Regions from separate parts of the Mus musculus genome. Here region 2 is linked to region 1. Evidence: chromatin contacts called from public HiChIP or PLAC-seq data. All regions are on one chromosome and are shown on one strand. The core of a region is the stretch at or near the end of the contact, and the rest is flanking DNA. Distances in the headings are between cores, read along the strand shown. Region 1 has its middle 15 kb from the start of Gm32296. Region 2 has its middle 26 kb from the start of Batf.

Region 1 (4,840 bases), core at 2,071-4,570:
AATTTCCTGGCTTCCCATACTAGAGGTTTAATTGTCCAGTAGTTATTGGAGCCAGGAGCGCATTTTCCCATGAAAGCTATGTTGTGCAGCTAGCTATAGTGGTTCCTTTCCACAGGTTCAGAACTCAGCAGACTGAGGTAGAAGGGACTGTGAGCTCAGGACCAACAGGGGCTACATAGAGACTGTCTCACATACATGCATACATACAACATGCATATATGTTAGACACGCACACACAGTCACTACTGGGTATGAGAATGAGCTAGCCCAAGATAGGATCAGGTCCCAGTTGACTTTTCTGCTGCTGTGATAAAACACATTCTAAAATGTTGTCTTGGGAGGAAAGGGTTTGTTTGGCTGATAGGTTTCAGTCCATCAGGAAGGAAGCCCAGGAGGAAACTGAAGATAGGAACTAGGAAGCAGGAACCGAGCAGAGACCATGAAAGAACGCTGCTCATTGGCCTGCTTCCAGGCTCATGGTCCCAGGCTCTGGAACGGCCCACAGACATAGCCACAGGCCAGTGCAATGGTGTCAGTTTCTTAACTGAGGTCCCCTCTTTCGGGGTGTGTCAAGTTGACAGCTGAAACTCGCTGTGACAGGCCAACAAGGTCCTGATGATAAATGGATGTGCGGGCTAGTTTTTTTTGTCAACTTGACACAAACTAGAGTCAGTTGAGAAGGCACAAACTCAAATAAGGAACTGTCTTCATCAGGTTGGCCTGTGGGCATGTCTGTGGGGCATTTTCTTGATTAATGATTGATGTGGGAGGGCCCAGCCCACTGTGGGTGATGGATGTTACCCCTGGGTTGTATAGGGGAGCAAGTTAAGTGAGCCACGGAGAGTAAGCCAGTGAGCAGTGTCCCTGCATAGTCCCTGCCTCTGCTCCATCATGGCTGGGATTGGGACATGTAAGCCAAAATAAAATCTTCCCACTCCAAGTTGCTTTTGTTCGCAGTATTTGTCACAGCAATAGAAAGCAAACCAGGATGGTGGGGAAAGGAGAGAATTTGACACGATGACTTTTTCCTAAAAGAAAAGAAAATGGGGTAGGGAGGAGGCATGGTCACTGCCCTGCACTGCCCACAGGGGACACCGAGCCTCTCTGTGGCGTTGCTAAAGTTAAAGCAAACGGAGTGGCCTTCACCTGGCACCCCAGGTTAGGGGACAACTGTCCCAAACTCAGCCACAATGCTTACTCACACATGCTTTGGGCAGTGGGAGGCTGGCGAGGAGATCATTTAGACCACAGCCCTACTGTCTCTTCAGTTCTTAAAGCGCATCCTCGAATCACAGCTGTTGATCTGAACCCTGTCCTCCGTGCTCCCGTGGAAATGTGTTCAATGAACTTACTCTGTTAAGAAGTTGAATGGAAAAAAAAAAAGAAAGAAAGACATAAAAAGGAAAGGAAACATGACTGGTCCTAGGTATGGTGGAGGAGAGAGTTTATTATGGATATGTGGGAGAGCAGAGCCAGAGGCAGGGACGTTTGGGAGAGCCCAGAGTGGTCGGGACCCTGAGCTATTTGAGGAAGGGCGAGGAGAAGGGATGGAGAACAGAGGAGCCAGGTGCAACAGCCAGGAGGCCCAGAGGCACAAAAAGAGCAGATATCTAAAGTGATGTGATTATATAGGGAAGAGCACCCTAGGTCCCCCTGGGCAGGACAGTTTAGGGTAGGGGGCAGGGTATGCCAGCCAGGAGGACCCTGTAATAGGTAGGGGCTGAGGGCTACAGAGAGAATCTGGAGGCCAGGAGGCGCCTCAGCTCTTTGTCTCAGGCTTGAAGTCTAACAGAAGTCATCAGCTCCCATCGAGGGATGTTCTAAGAGAATCAGTGATGCTCCTCATCACAGCCCCCCTGAGAATGTCATTTTCTGTTGTTGGCTTTGTTTTTGGAAGGACAAATGCAAGAACTTCTCTTAGGTCTTCACTCTGGGGGCTGCTGTATTTCTCAACACAGCCTTTATTTTCTGCGTGATATAAACCATGCACTCAACCATTCTAACCCCCACTCTTTTGCTTGGCTTGCTAGGAAGCTCATGTTCAAATCTACAGCCTCCTCCTGAACTCATGTAAAGACTCTCCCAACCTCAGAACAGAAATTTCTCCCTCAGACTCTTTGCCTTGCTTTTTCTTTTCCCTCTGTATTTCCTTACTTATCTATACTTTTGCTTTCATTATATTGTGGACATCTCTTAGAAATCATCTTAAGTTATTCTGGGAATGAGATGGTTAAATAAACACAAAGGTAGTGATGGGGGGCTTGCTTTTGCAAACCCGCTGGTAAGAAGAGTTGGGTGGCTTTGAACAACAGGCTATTCATAAGTACAGGGAATTTGCAAGGAACTCTGGAAGTCCCTGGGCTATTTATAGTTGCATTTTTAACAGATTCTAGAATCCGCTGAGTGGTGAATATGTGCCATTCTAACTGGAAAGGCAATTACCAAATTCCTTAGGAGTCCATTTGGCCAAGGCGTGGAAGCCCCTCTGCACTCAGGAGCAGGAGGCTCTGAGTAGAGCTGGGTTCCTTTGGTTAATACCTTCGTGTGGCCATTCAAAAGATCAAAGCTCAGACACTCAATCACAACCACTGATTTTGCAAATCCACAGCAACACTGGAGGGACTCCACACCCACCAAGTACTGAAGACAGCAGAGAGAAAGGGACCCAAGCCCTTATAAACGCAGAGTGTATGCACGTGACTGTTTCCCAATTAACACTCAACAGAGTCCTGGTGCCTTCATAGTGTCCTTTCTCAGCAGTGGGAAAAGAAACCCTCTGAGGCTTGAAATGACCTGATTGGGGTAAAATAATAAATAAATAAACAAACAAACAAATGCAAGAAGTAAAATTGTTTATTGTTTATTTATTTGTTGGTTGTGTTCAAGACAGTTTCTCGGTGTTAACCTTGGCTGTCTAAAACTAGCTCTGTAGATCAGGCTGCCCTTGAACTCAGAGATCTGTCTGCCTCTGACCCTCCCCCCCTGCAGAGCTGGGATTAAAGGTGTGTACAACACCACCAAGTTAAAATTATCTGTACATTATGCTAAGGGCTTGCCCACTTTACCTGTGCTCTAAAACCATAAGTAGGCTATGAAACCGCCTGGGATGAGATTTTAATGGAACCCAGGCTGCAGCACCAGGAAGGCACAGAGGCATAGTGGGGTAGAGTGAAGGAAGGGTTTAGTCTGCCAGGCACAAGTGCACCCAGCCTTCTGTCTTCTAACCACAAACTTTTTTACTTAGTACTGGGCCTGCCTGTCACAGCTGTCACGGGTGGTGGAAGTACTTCCCTAGACCTAAGGACACCTGCAAGATGGCGGGGGCCATCTGAGGTGCATCTGAAGCTGTCACTGCCCAAGTGTCATCCTCTGGAGTCATTACAGTGTGCCTGGGGCAGCCGTGACGGAAACAGAATCTCCCAGATGAGAGCTGTCAACACAACGACGTCCCCTCCAACGGAAGCAGCAGCTTTTGCAGTGGCCGTGACAGCTGCCGCAGCTTCTACAGTTAGACGGAGGTCTCTCTGGGCATCAGCTGCTGGGTTAGGGTCTCCCTGAGCAGCCATGAGGCACTGAAAGCAGCCTCTGCTCTTATAATGACAAGCTTCCCTGACTGCAGAAGGAGCAGCTAGTTCATGGGCAGTCTTGGAACTCCCAGGAAGGCACAGTGATGCTGTGCTTCCTGCTTTTCCTCTGAACCAGCTCAACCCAGTTGAGAGACACGGAGGCAGCCATGGTAGTCTCCAACCTGGCTTCTGTCCTTTCTAGACCTGGATGGTTGCCTGGGTGTTGCCTGGTCGCATTCTAGGCAGTCGCCAGTGTATCACGCTGTAAGAGGAAGATCCCACAGCTGTGTTGCTGAGGCTGTCCTTGAACTCCTGATCTTCCTGACTCCACTTCCAGACTTCTGGGATCATAGATATGAACCATCATGCCATCTCCTAGCCCTCTATTTTGCTATTGTTGTTGTTATTATTATATTTATGAAAACGAGAGCAAAAACTATAGAATAAACTCCAGAGGGAAGGAGCAGGCTTGAGCAAGCATGCCACTCAACAGCCTTACTTTTTATTTTGAGACAGGGTCTCAGTAACTTGCTCAGGCTGATCATGAACTTGTGATCCTCCTGCCTTAGCCTCTTGAGTAGCTGGGATTATAGGCCTATGTCATCAAGCTTGCTAATTGTGTATTTCAAAGGCACTAACAGAAAGGATTTAAATACACACACACACACACACATATATAAATATATAAAATTTTATTTTTATGAGTGTGTTTGCTTGCACATGTGTATGTGCATCATGTGCTTGGATGATGCCCACAGGGGTCAGAAGAGGATCTTGGATCCTTTGGACCGGGAGCTACAGATGGCTGCGAGCCACAGTGCTGGTGCTGGGAACTGAACCCAGGTCGTCTATAAGAGCAACACGTGTTCTTAGCTGCTGAGCCATCTCCCCAGCCCCTAGAAAGGAGTTGTATAATATCAGGGATTGCTTTTCTTCTGCTTAGTTCTATGACCTGATTTCCCTGCCTTAGATATAAGTAACTGGATGCTAAGAGGCAGCAGACATCGCGTCCAGTACAATTACTCTCCAGATAGCTTCCCTATTAAACAGGGTATTGTTGGGCAAGGTGGCTTACGTCTGTAATCCCAACAATCAAGGATGGGCAGAGGCCGGGGGACCACAAGCCACGGCTACATAGAGCGTTCTAGGCCAGTAAATTGCACGTCTGACTGTGCATTTGTATGCATATATATAGATTACATAAAATAAGAGCTACATAGTTTTGTGTATTACAAAGTTGTTGCCTTGAGTTCAGGCCCAGGATATATGGAAGA
Region 2 (5,392 bases), core at 640-3,139, 110 kb after region 1:
TCAGGCAGCACAAACTTAGGGTGTTAGAGAGAGAATTACAGATTGAACAACTGAGAAATGGAGTGTGTGTGTGTGTGTGTGTGTGTGTGTGTGTGTGTGTGTGTGTAACCTGCTGGTCTGGGAGGTAGGCTTTGCAAAGGACTCTGTCTTCAAATGAACTAATGACTTGGTACCATCCTCCAGGACTTGTTCTCAGCTGGTGTGGAACTGGGTCCCTACTGATTGCCTCCTACTCTCCTCCTTGTCTCCAGACCTTCATTAAGCTGTAGACTCTTTGCCCAGAAGTCCCTTCTGCAGAAAGAAAAAAAAAATGGATGTTAACAGAATCGGACTGAGTTATAGTCAGTTTTTCTCCTGCTATTAAAAGGAATTATGGGCCAGGGAGACAGCTCAGTGGGGAAAGTGCTTGCTGCCTAAGCATGAGGACCCCAAGTTCAGAGCCCCAGCTCCCACATGAAACTGTGGGAGCAGCAGCATGTGTCTAATTCCTGCAGTGCCTAGCTCTTGGGAAGTGGAGACAGGAGATTCCCTGGAAGCTGGAGGGCCAGCTGGCCCGGCCTACATAGCAGTGAACAGGCTCTGCCTCAGATAAGGTGGAAGGTGAGATGGTAAGGACAGACACCTGAGGTTGCCGTGGCGTGTCTACCCCGCAGATCTCCCCCTCTCCCATGCCAGAAAACATGCACTCTCTCTCTCTCTCTCTCTCTCTCTCTCTCTCTCTCTCTCTCTCTCTCTCTCGCACACACACACACACACACACACACACACACGCACACATGCATCATACAGAGAAAGAAATCACAACATTTCCACATGCCCCTAAAAGTATCAAAGGCCTCATGTATTACTTCCTTAGGGCCTAAAGCCGTGGCTCTCAGCCTTCCTAATGCTGTGAGCCTTCCATACAGTTCTTTGTGTTGTGGTGACCTCAGCCATAAAATTACTTTTGCTGCTACTTCATACCTGTAATTTTGCTACTGTTACGAACGGTCATGGAGATCTCTGTGTTTTCTGATGGTCTTAGGCAATCCCCGTGAAAGGTCCGTTTGGTTTCCCCCCCCCCCCCCATGGCCTCATGGCTACTTAGTTCGTGGCTTGTCACAGGAAAATAAACACAGAGCAGGGTATTCAGCCCTCCCAGGAGATTTCAGGCCAGTAGTAGAGGCAGAAAACAAATTGAGGGTGCGTCAGTGTACGACTTCATTTTAGTAACATTTTAGAAGAGTCTCACTCAGATGCACTGAGCACGTATACTTCTTGGCTTTCTTCAGTCACCAAGGGAGTTCACAGATAATTGTTTATTCCTTTACTTATTTTGGTTTTTGGAACAGGGACTCCGTTGCACTACAGCCTAGCCTGGCCTCACCCTTCCAGAGATCCTCCTGCCTCAGCCTTCTGACTGCTGAGATTATAGGCATGTAGCATCGTGTGCAACCTGATGATACGTGTACATCAAAGGTCGAGAGAGGTCATCTTCCTGGCCCAAGATGCTGAGCCTGTCAGGGACAGAGAAGGAGTTCAGTCAAGGCCGGGGTCCTGAACTTCTGCCCACTGTCTGGCTACTTGAGCAGGAAAGGTTGAATGAAGTCAGGTTGTCGGGGAAGGAAGGGTGACTGCGTACAACAGTTGTGACAGCTTGGGCTCCTGCCTGCTGCCAGCCACCTGGGGGAGCCTGACTTTGAGGATCACTCCTCTGCTGCTGTCTGGGGTCCCTTGGCTGCCTCTTCCCCTCTGCCTTGTCTCCCCCACCTGCACCCCATCACCCTAACTTGGCTAGGTTGTAGGTTGGGGATCTCCATCTTTATGTGATTGCAAGCCATCTAAGAGGGCAGAGATGACAAGCCATGCAGTTATCCTTTGGGCATGGATAGGGTGGAGAGGCAGACCGGGAAGCTTGCCCAGTTGCCATGGAGACAATGATAAGCCCCCAAAGAGAAGATAGTGACATGTGTTCTAGCTTACAAAGCACTTCCTTCAATGTTCTTTGTTCCTTAACTCTTTATTCAAGGCAAAGCTGCTGATGTCATTGCATCACAGACTGGGGCAATAGTTCACGTGGTAGAGGGCATCTTGCATGAAGCTGTGGGTTTGGTTTGCCAGCATTGCATAAATTGGACATGGTGGAGCATGCCTGTGGTTCCAGCACTTTTGTAAAACACAGGGTTGTTTTTTTGTTTTGTTTTGTTTTGTTTTTTCGAGGCAGGGTTTCTCTGTATAGCCCTGGCTGTCCTGGAACTCACTTTGTAGACCAGGCTGGCCTCGAACTCAGAAATCCGCCTGCCTCTGCCTTTTCCTAGCTCTGTTCACTGAAGGAATTTAAGGATATCCTCAGCTACATTGTGAGTTCCAAGACAGCTTGGGTTTCATAGGACCATGCCACAAAACAAAACAATATATTATGTGTCATGGGACTGTGGTAGTTCCTGGTGATCTTCCCATCTGTGGCCCTAAAGGCTATCATCTTTCTTGGCTTCCTTCCTCTTGCTCCCACTGAACTGCATAGTTGATATTTCCTAATTAACTTCTCTGTATCTTTACTTTGACTCCATTTAGACCAGTTCATGTCATTGTCAGGTAGTCACCAGAGAGGACTGCTCCAACACAAATTTAAGTCAATAGAAAGTCTTTATTAGGCTTTTTGGACAGGGATATCGAGAGGCAAGATGTAGCTACTAGTATCCCCCAATTTATATGGTAAATCCACCCGGATTTGCCACCAGAAGATTTAGATTGAATATGGCTTACAAGATTAGGATTCTAGTTGTTGTGCCTAGCGATTAAGTCACCATTGTTTCTGGGGAAAAAAAAAGAAAAAGAAAAAAGAAAGAAAGAAAGTCTTTATTAGCCAGCCAGTGACAACACTGGGTTTTCGGGATCCCAGTGTAGCCCTGAGCCTTTCTTGGGATGGGCTTTTAAAGCACAAACCCCATGTTTTGGGTTGACATACTTCAGCTAACAAGAGCAGTTCGCCAGAAGTGGAACTACAGAAACTAAAAAGTAAGGTTAGTTACATTCTGAGACTTTCCCAGAGCCGTGGACTTTGATGGGTTAGGCCTTTGTTTTAGTTTTGGCAGGTGATGGTGTGTTCACAATGAGTTTTACAGCCTGAATGGCATTTCCATCATGGAGTCAGTCATGCTAAGGTCTGGTGCCCTGCTACCAGAGAACAGAAAGTCAGGATGTAAGGGCCTGAAATCCAGACAGGCCTCCTTCTGAATCATGTGACAATAAATTCTGTTGGGGCCATGGCACACACCCCCCCCCTCTCCGTGTGAATAAGGCAGCCTGGCTCCTGGATGCAGGTGGTGGGGCCTCTTCACCTGGTACCGGCTCGCTTGTCATTCAAGGTTCCCTTCAGGCGTGGCTGAACTTTCAGTGGGTTTTTGGCTTGAAGCTCACCCAACAGCGAGCCGCTGACTAGAGGAACTTAGCCTTTGCTTGGGGGGTTGGGGGGGGAGGTAAGCAAAGAAGTGGTTTGGAGAGCGAAAGGCTCAGTTTGCCTCTGCCTGGTAGCCCATGTGAAAGGCGCTTGCTTCTGTTTGAGGTGCAGGGTGTCTCCGGATGGGACCAGGAAGTGGTAACTCCTTCAACCTGGCCGCCCGTTCACACCTTCAGTGACTCATTTTGATGAAACTCAACGGAACTCCAAACACCTGCACACACCGTGGAGTATTTTCAGATAGAAAGCTTCCCAGCTCCCTTCTGTACAGACCCCAGGAAACAGACCCACCAGAGGCACCAACAGCCCGAGAGAACACTGTTCCTGACTGCGCACACCTCCTTGCTCCCGTTTCTGCGCTCCTGGATACAGTAAGCACTGGCCTTGAGGGGTCCAAGGCGAGCAAGTAAAACACGCTGGGGTGACTGTTTTATGCACACCCATCAGAGGCACAAAACATATACATACATGGGGATGCATGTGTTGTGTTTTTATAAGCAGATCACTAATTTGCATATTGTGACTGATGTCAGTTTTATAAAATAAAAATTCGAGTTATGTGTGTATCTAAATTTATGTCTCCCTAGATGATAGAATTATAATAGTTTAATTGTTTTGTTTTGTTTTGTTTTTCGAGACAGGGTTTCTCTGTGTAGCCCTAGCTGTCCTGGAACTCACTTTGTAGACCAGGCTGGCCTCAAACTCAGAAATCCACCTGCCTCTGCCTCCCTAGTGCTGGGATTAAAGGCATGCGCCACCACACCCGGCTCATTTCTTTCTTTTATTTTGTAAAGAGTACACTGTAGATATACAGATGGTTGTGAACCTTGTTGGGAATTGAATTTTAGGACCTTTGCTCACTCTGGTCAGCCCTGCTCGCTCTGGCCCAAAGATTTATTTAATATTATACATAAGTACACTGTAGCTGTCTTCAGCCATGCCAGAAGAGGGAGTCATATCTCATTACGGGTGGTTGTGAGCTACCATGTGGTTGCTGGGATTTGAACTCAGGGCCTTCAGAAGAGCAGTCTGCTCTTACCCGCTGAACCATCTCACCAGCCCCCTTCCATTCTTCCTTTCTTCCTTCCTTTTTTTTCCACATTGTTTTCAGACTGCACCTTGTTTAGTAGTCTAGGCTGGCTTCCAATTCCCCAATGATTGAGCTATGGGTATACTCTCTTCACCTACTTTGATTTTTTGTTTGTTTATTTGTTTTTTTGTTTTTTTGAGACAGGGTTTCTCTGTATAGCCCTGGCTGTTCTGGAACTCACTTTGTAGACCAGGCTGGCCTTGAACTCAGAAATCTGCCTGCCTCTGCCTTCAAAGTGCTGGGATCAAAGGCGTGCGTCACCAACGCCCAGCTGATTCACTTATTTCTTATTACAAAACTTTCTGTCTCTTTCCGCCATTTTGGCGCCTATGGAGGCCTGCTGGGAACAGGACTTCTAAAAGCAAGTGTGTCTGGAAGGCTGTGGTGCAAGGCCATTTTTGCTGGCTACAAGCCAGGTCTCCGGAACCAAAGAGAGCACACAGCTCTTCTTAAAATTGAAGGTGTTTATGCCCGAGATGAAACGGAGTTCTACTTAGGCAAGAGATGTGCTTATGTGTATAAAGCAAAGCAAAGCAAAGCAAAGCAAAAACAAAACAAAACAAAACAAAACAAAAAAAACAAAAAACAAAAAAAAACCCAAAAAAACAAACAAACAAACAAAAAACAATACAGTGACCCCTGGAGGCAAACCAAACAAACCCAGAGTGATCTGGGAAAAGTAACTCGGGCCCACGGAAACGGTGGTATGGTTCGTGTCGAATTCCGAAGCAACCTTCCTGCAAAGGCCATTGGACACAGAATCCGTGTGATGCTGTACCCATCCCGGATTTAAACTAATGGAGAGTAAATAAATAAAAGCAAAACAAAAACAAAACAAAACAAAAACCCAAACAACTTTCTGT

The links. HiChIP or PLAC-seq counts read pairs in DNA pulled down with a chosen protein or histone mark.
Region 2: an H3K27ac HiChIP or PLAC-seq map of double positive thymocytes shows a contact between it and region 1, with 2.8 times the contacts expected there. The contact joins two enhancer-like sites. A contact is called at or near these places in 6 of 15 datasets of contacts at CTCF or cohesin (CD8 T cells, embryonic stem cells, large pre-B cells and 1 more), 42 of 484 Hi-C or Micro-C datasets (B cells, CD8 T cells, DN3 thymocytes and 15 more), 13 of 115 datasets of contacts at active chromatin or transcription factors (CD8 T cells, the HPC-7 cell line, cardiomyocytes and 8 more) and 1 of 9 other capture datasets (embryonic stem cells).

Annotation. Positions count from the first base shown.
Region 1 is chr12:85,542,556-85,547,395 of GRCm38.p6, forward strand. No RefSeq gene overlaps it. Among named protein-coding and RNA genes, the nearest start is that of Gm32296, 15 kb to the left of the region's middle. Within about 2 kb of position 3,321, at least 56 of the 459 cell types and tissues checked have an H3K27ac peak or open chromatin away from gene starts, as enhancers often do. A contact at or near this core is called in double positive thymocytes and erythroblasts, where this site is marked.
Region 2 is chr12:85,657,547-85,662,938 of GRCm38.p6, forward strand. It overlaps the pseudogene Gm33312. Among named protein-coding and RNA genes, the nearest start is that of Batf, 26 kb to the right of the region's middle. Within about 2 kb of position 1,890, at least 36 of the 459 cell types and tissues checked have an H3K27ac peak or open chromatin away from gene starts, as enhancers often do. A contact at or near this core is called in double positive thymocytes and erythroblasts, where this site is marked.